2 separate regions of the Triticum aestivum genome follow, and region 2 is linked to region 1. Evidence: chromatin contacts called from public HiCAR-type data. All regions are on one chromosome and are shown on one strand. The core of a region is the stretch at or near the end of the contact, and the rest is flanking DNA. Distances in the headings are between cores, read along the strand shown. Region 1 holds the start of LOC123045434 (zinc finger BED domain-containing protein RICESLEEPER 2). Region 2 holds the start of LOC123045438 (nuclear distribution protein nudF).

Region 1 (2,884 bases), core at 166-2,665:
TTACATTTTTATGTGGCCAAATCTTATGACATTCCTGCCTTCTCTCTCCCTCGAGCTACTCGCATTAGTACCCAAGCTCCCATATCTAATTTTATTTTTGACAAAGTTATCATATGCACATTCTGTTAATGTCCATACTTATTTAGAGAGCACAAGCTCCCGTTTCTAAATTTAATTTTTGCACCGAGTTATCTTATATACATTCTGTTAGTCTGCGTACTTATTTAGAGAGCATGGGAATATGATTCTGATAGCTTCTATCTGTTACATGTTACAGTCGACAACTGTGATATCATATATGTCCTAGATGACAAGCTTAATTTAAGATTTTGGTCAGAGCCCACCTAATGCAAGTGTCGGATGATTTTCCGCTGATGGCAAGGATCTAGGACGATTTGGTGGTTCTTACTGCATAGTATTGTTGCTGCTCAATATACAAGTATGACAGTTTCCTGCGAGGGGCTTAAACGGGGCTGCTGGCACCCTCATACAACAGTCCTGCCCTGCCCTCCCAGTTCGATTGTAAGGCTGGGTACATTTTTCACCCTATGTTTAGCTTTTAAATTCAAGCGACTGCATTTATGATTTTTACAGTATAAGCATGGATGATTTGATTGTCTTAGTTCACTTTGTTTCTCCTACTGATAGGACATCTATGGTTTTAAGCATGCTGCCAGTTGCCTGCCACTCGGTGAGAGACCTATGTGATATTATTCTTTCACGGAACCTCATTTGAAGTACCTCTATTCAGGTTACTACTCAATTGATTCTTACAAAATGTTCCGCAGCAACGCGCGGGGAATCATCTAGTTATAAACAAAAATGAAACACACTCTAGGTGGAGGAAAAGTATAAGGGAGAAAGGGGGAAGTCCCGCGGGGCCCACCCACGTACTCATATCACGTGTGGGGTTGAATCGTGGCGAGCGAGTTGGCCAAAAGTTCGGCCAACTGACCAGCTACAAGCGTTTACCAATTTTTAAGGACTCAAAATCAACTGAGATCTTCTATTTGAAACTGAGTCACTCAATTTTGACCAGGTTAACAATATTTAATGCATGATACTTCTTAGTTTTAGAGCCCTCTCATTAAATTGCGGTGTTACATTTGAATTTGGTTTATAATTTTGACTGGGTCAACAATTTCTTAAGGAGCTCTCTTATTCAATTAAGGTAATCAATTTTGGATTTGATTCACGATTTTTATTAGGTAAGCAATTTCTCAATTAATCGGCAGCAACCAGCCTAAAAACACATCGGTCCCGCACATCCTCTCAGTACCTAGAAAATTGAAGCGTCAATATGTGACACTGTAGTTTCAGTATAATACATGCACACACCAACGTAAGAAACTTCCCTATATAAATATGAGTTGACTAGTAGATAAGCCATAATCACACTGCCAAGAAAGCCCACCAGAACACTGCATTATAAAAAACATACACACACACCATCTTCCCCACGCGTCAAACCAAATAACAAACAAAAAATTGAAATCGCAAGAACACAAGCAGCGCGGCAAAGCGCGCTCAACCCTTGCAGTATACACTATGCTTCCTCATTTTTAAGGCCTCACAATTACTTAAGGTATTCAATTTAGAATTGGGTCATACAATTTTGACTGGGTAACAATTTCTCAAGCTCTCCCATTCAATTCTATTAGTTCACTATGTTCCCAAAATTTGAAGCTCTTTCATTCAGTTGTGGTATTCAATATTGATTTGGCTTACGATTTTGACTGGACCAACGATTTTTCGAATCAAGCAGCAACAACCAACATATAAAAACATTTCAATCCCACGCACTCTCCCACCATCTAGAAAAAAAGTGTTGCCATGTGATATTGTAGCATCAATATAGTACATGCAACCACCGACACATAAAAATCCCATATAAATATAGCTTGGTTAGCGGATAACACAAAATCACACCATAAAAGGCCACCAAATCACCGCATTATAAATAAAAATAAAACAGACTCTATCATCTCCCCCACCCGGCAAACTAAATATTCCATTAGTTATAAAATATAAGGGGTGTTAGTTTCTTAGAAAATCAATTTTCTTTAACTTTGACCAAGTTCAGAACAAAAATATCGACATCCACAATATTAAACAAAAATAATATGGAAATTCATTTTGTGATGAATCTAAACCGATGTGATATTATGGATTTTAATATATTTCTCTACAAATTTAATCAAACTTAAAAGGTTTGTCTTTTCAAAAAAAATAACAATACATCTTATACTTTGAAACAGAGAGATTTTTTTTTAAGAAAACCAACAAGACGAACGGCACAGCAAAGCGCGCACAACTCTTCTAATATATCTCAACTGCGATTATTACTGTAATTAATAAACCGGTTAAGGGCATCTACAATGCCAGGAGCTTACATAGGCACTTATGGAAAAAAAATCTGAAACACACCTAAGCGCCTCATCCCTCAACGCTAGACGCTAATTAACTAAACAACGTAGACGCTAAGTGTTAGAAGGAAAATGACCCGCCCGCTGCGTGGTTTGGCGTCGATGCTAGGGTTGACACCAGGATTACACTGGCAACCGCTAATTAAGGATGGCAATTTTACCGGTGGGTACGGGTATCCCCGGATACCATACCCGCATGGGCCGGGTATGGACACAAATTTATATCCATGGGTAGTATCCATACCTTCGTGGTAGGGCATGGGTATAACCTTGTACCCGTGGGTATACCCATTCCCTATCCGTTTAGACTGACCCGTGGACCTGTGTAGCTACATCATGTGGACGGTGGACCTTACACAACTAGGCAAGTACTCATCTCTTCCCCGTAATTAAGCATCACACCTCGTAATCTCCTCTCCCAAAATCAAGGAGAATGAAATCCAAGGAGCCGCCCCTCC
Region 2 (2,976 bases), core at 129-2,628, 170 kb before region 1:
CGCGGTGACTCTCTGCAACAAGACACGTGTTGCAAAAAGATTCAACAAGAGTTATGTTTCAAAAAAAGAAGTCAAAAATATTCTGCAACAAGATTTTTGTTGCAAAAAAAAACTTGCAAGACAACCTTGTTACAAATATTCCTGCAACAAGACATGTCTTACAAAAGTTTTTTTTTCCTGACATGAAACACCGTGCATTCGAGAAAACCACCTTATTGGGCCGGCCTACTACCGGGGTGACGTGGGCCTAGCCTCCATTGTTTGCCCAAGTTTGTTGTGTGTGTTAGTGGAACAGACATTATTGGGTTCTTTAGCTCAGAGTGATTTTCATTTTCTTTTCCTAAAAAACAAGGATCATGAGATGGACAGTTTATAGTGGCCTGGCGCATGCATGCCCGGCCGCGTACCAGTGCGTCGACAAACTGGTAGAGCATACAGGAGCACTCCTACTTGTTAATAATAATAATGCAATCGATATCTCGCTGCAAATGATCCTGACAGTGACAGGCGGTCTCCGAATCCTACGATCTGAATTAACTAGGAAATCCAAAGAGATACCGAATCGCGCCAGATTAATCCAGGAGATTTATCATTGCTCGCCTCGCCTGAAAAGGTCGGGACGCGCACAGCATAGCATAGTACACTCTGATCGTGGCCATCTCACTGGGCCGTATCCCCACGACCTCACCTCACAGTCTCGATTACGCGACACGACGATCACACGTACCCGAAAAGCAATCGCTTGTCCAGCTGCAGCTCGAACGATCCATCCAGCACCCCGCATGTGCACCGCACCGGTGGCCGTGGACGTGGAGGCCGGAACACGCCCCACTTGCTCCACTCTGCATTGGCATCTGCGCTGCGACCCTGCAAGTTGCGACCGTACGTGGCCTAAACATGTCGCTAGACAACGCGGGCGTGCTCATGGTTGGCGCCGGAAAGCTCGCCCGCCACATGGACACGGGCACGTAAATAACCCATGCCGCTCGAGGTGATAGTAGGAGTACGTTAGCGGCGGAGCCGGACGTGGAGCATAAACATGGCAGCACGCGGCTGGTTAAACAAAGCCGGCATCCATCTGGCGACCTGCACTTTTGGAAATTATTGCGAGGGCGAGGGGATCCATGTCAAAGCTTGCGGAATCTTAACTAACCCCGACTTGGGATTAGACGGGGCGAGCTGAGAGCCACATGCTTTTTTGCTTTGTGTAATCTCCCTGCTGTTTGGAGTTGATCCAGCGTCTGACTTCACAGCGAGCGAATGCGCCAAAGTGTTTGACATTGCGGCAGCTCATGGGTAACAGTACTACTACAACTTGGTACTAGTATATTCTCCGTTTGTCGCCCTTAGCCTAATCCCTGCCTACAAATGGCCGCATTAAGGCCTGCTTCTTCTTCTTCACCTCCTTCGTCCCAGACAAACTGCTCCCACTAATGAGCGAGCATTAGCCTTGCTTCCTGAACCTGAAACATCCTCCCAAAACATCACTGCAGGTCCGTCGCTCCTGCTCTCTGGCAACTCTGGATGGAATAACTCCTCTGCAAAAGCTTAATTAGGTGCGTGCCCATCCCTGACCAACGTACAGACCCTTAAATTCCGCGCTTGTTTGATGCTCATGTGCATTGCAAAAGTTTGTTCCTTGCTTGTTTCAGTACTCTACTTGTTGCCTGTCCGTGTCTGTCTGCTCCTTTGGCATATTCTGGAAACAAAACTCTGGATCAGTGATATCTTTGCTCCAGAGTTTATTCAGAGCAAACTGCCGTGCACAGCACCATGATTATCTGCACCTCTTAGTTTTCTTTCTTTTCTCTGAGCGCTTAATTGGCTGCTACAGTATCTTCGTTCTGACGCTCAGATCTGAGAAGCGTTCAGCTATGTGCGCAGAGGCAGCTTGACTGCATTTCTCTGTCAAGACTCGACAGCCAGAAAACATTCATATATTCTCTGGAAAAATAGTCCTGCATCTGCTGCTTTCTCTTCAGTTATTATATCATCTACTAGTACCTTTCTAGCGAGAAAAGAAAAAAGAATTGCAAGTCCTAGTACGTGCTCGTCAGCACAGCCATATGGCAACCTGTAGCCTCGCGGAAACGATGGTAGAAGAAACAGGAGCAACTCGTCCAGGACAGATACACAGGCTGTTAGCCATAGACCCATAGTATATGCATCTGGTGTATTAATTATGCAAGCTAAGTTTGACAGATTAGATCTGTTAACCTGTAGGCTGGAACATTTTCGCCGCTAAATCATTTTTCTATATATCTACAACCAAGATTATTATACCCGGTCCAAGCATTAGGTCCACATCATATCAGCAAAGGAAAACGCTGTACCACCGGCCATTTCCCTTCTTCTTTCCAAACCACACCGTCCACTAGTTTTCCCCGTGAACTAGCACTAGCAGCAGTACATGCGATGCGCGTACTAGTCTACCCCAACATGTGAACACGGAAGATCAGTCCACAAAGTGTCATCTTGTTCTACGATCGGAAGCTCTAAAAGTCGAATCAGGCTTCCGTTGGAAAGACGCATGGTGGTGAGGGTGAGTGGGTTATCTGAAGAAAGAAAAGCCTCCAATTGGAGGAGGAGATCGATAGATGCTAAAATAATCGAGGCCACTAGCTCATAGCTCCATCACCCCCCCAACCCAACTCACATGCATCACTGTCCCGCTGCCCCTTTATCCATAGTTCTATGGCACTTGTTGCAACTTAACAACTGTTGGCATGAGAGCGATCAAAGGCTTGTGTTGTTTGTCTAGACGCGTGCGAAGAACCGGGATGTGTTCCACAAGTGACGCCAATTAGGTAGGTCTCCATCTCTTTCTCTAATGTATGTATACTATGTATAGTGTATAGAGAGATCACATGTGGAGGATATGTTGGATGGCCTAAATAATGAAGTGCGCCCCGGGTCTATTACAACATAAGTATTTTTCCGAAATAACTGAAAAACCCTGTTCTTAACTTTTTTTGA

The links. HiCAR-type assays count read pairs that join an accessible place to other places.
Region 2: a HiCAR-type map of leaf shows a contact between it and region 1, with 2.6 times the contacts expected there. The contact joins the promoter of LOC123045438 here to the promoter of LOC123045434 in region 1. A contact is called at or near these places in 2 of 5 Hi-C or Micro-C datasets (both in leaf) and 1 of 1 datasets of contacts at active chromatin or transcription factors (leaf).

Annotation. Positions count from the first base shown.
Region 1 is chr2B:458,148,465-458,151,348 of IWGSC CS RefSeq v2.1, reverse strand. LOC123045434 (zinc finger BED domain-containing protein RICESLEEPER 2) reads left to right here and starts at 1,415. Exons shown (of 5, transcript XM_044468489.1): 1 at 1,415-2,884. LOC123045437 (a long non-coding RNA gene) reads left to right here. Exons shown (of 6, transcript XR_006421409.1): 6 at 278-622.
Region 2 is chr2B:458,317,788-458,320,763 of IWGSC CS RefSeq v2.1, reverse strand. LOC123045438 (nuclear distribution protein nudF) reads left to right here and starts at 1,378. Exons shown (of 8, transcript XM_044468492.1): 1 at 1,378-1,556.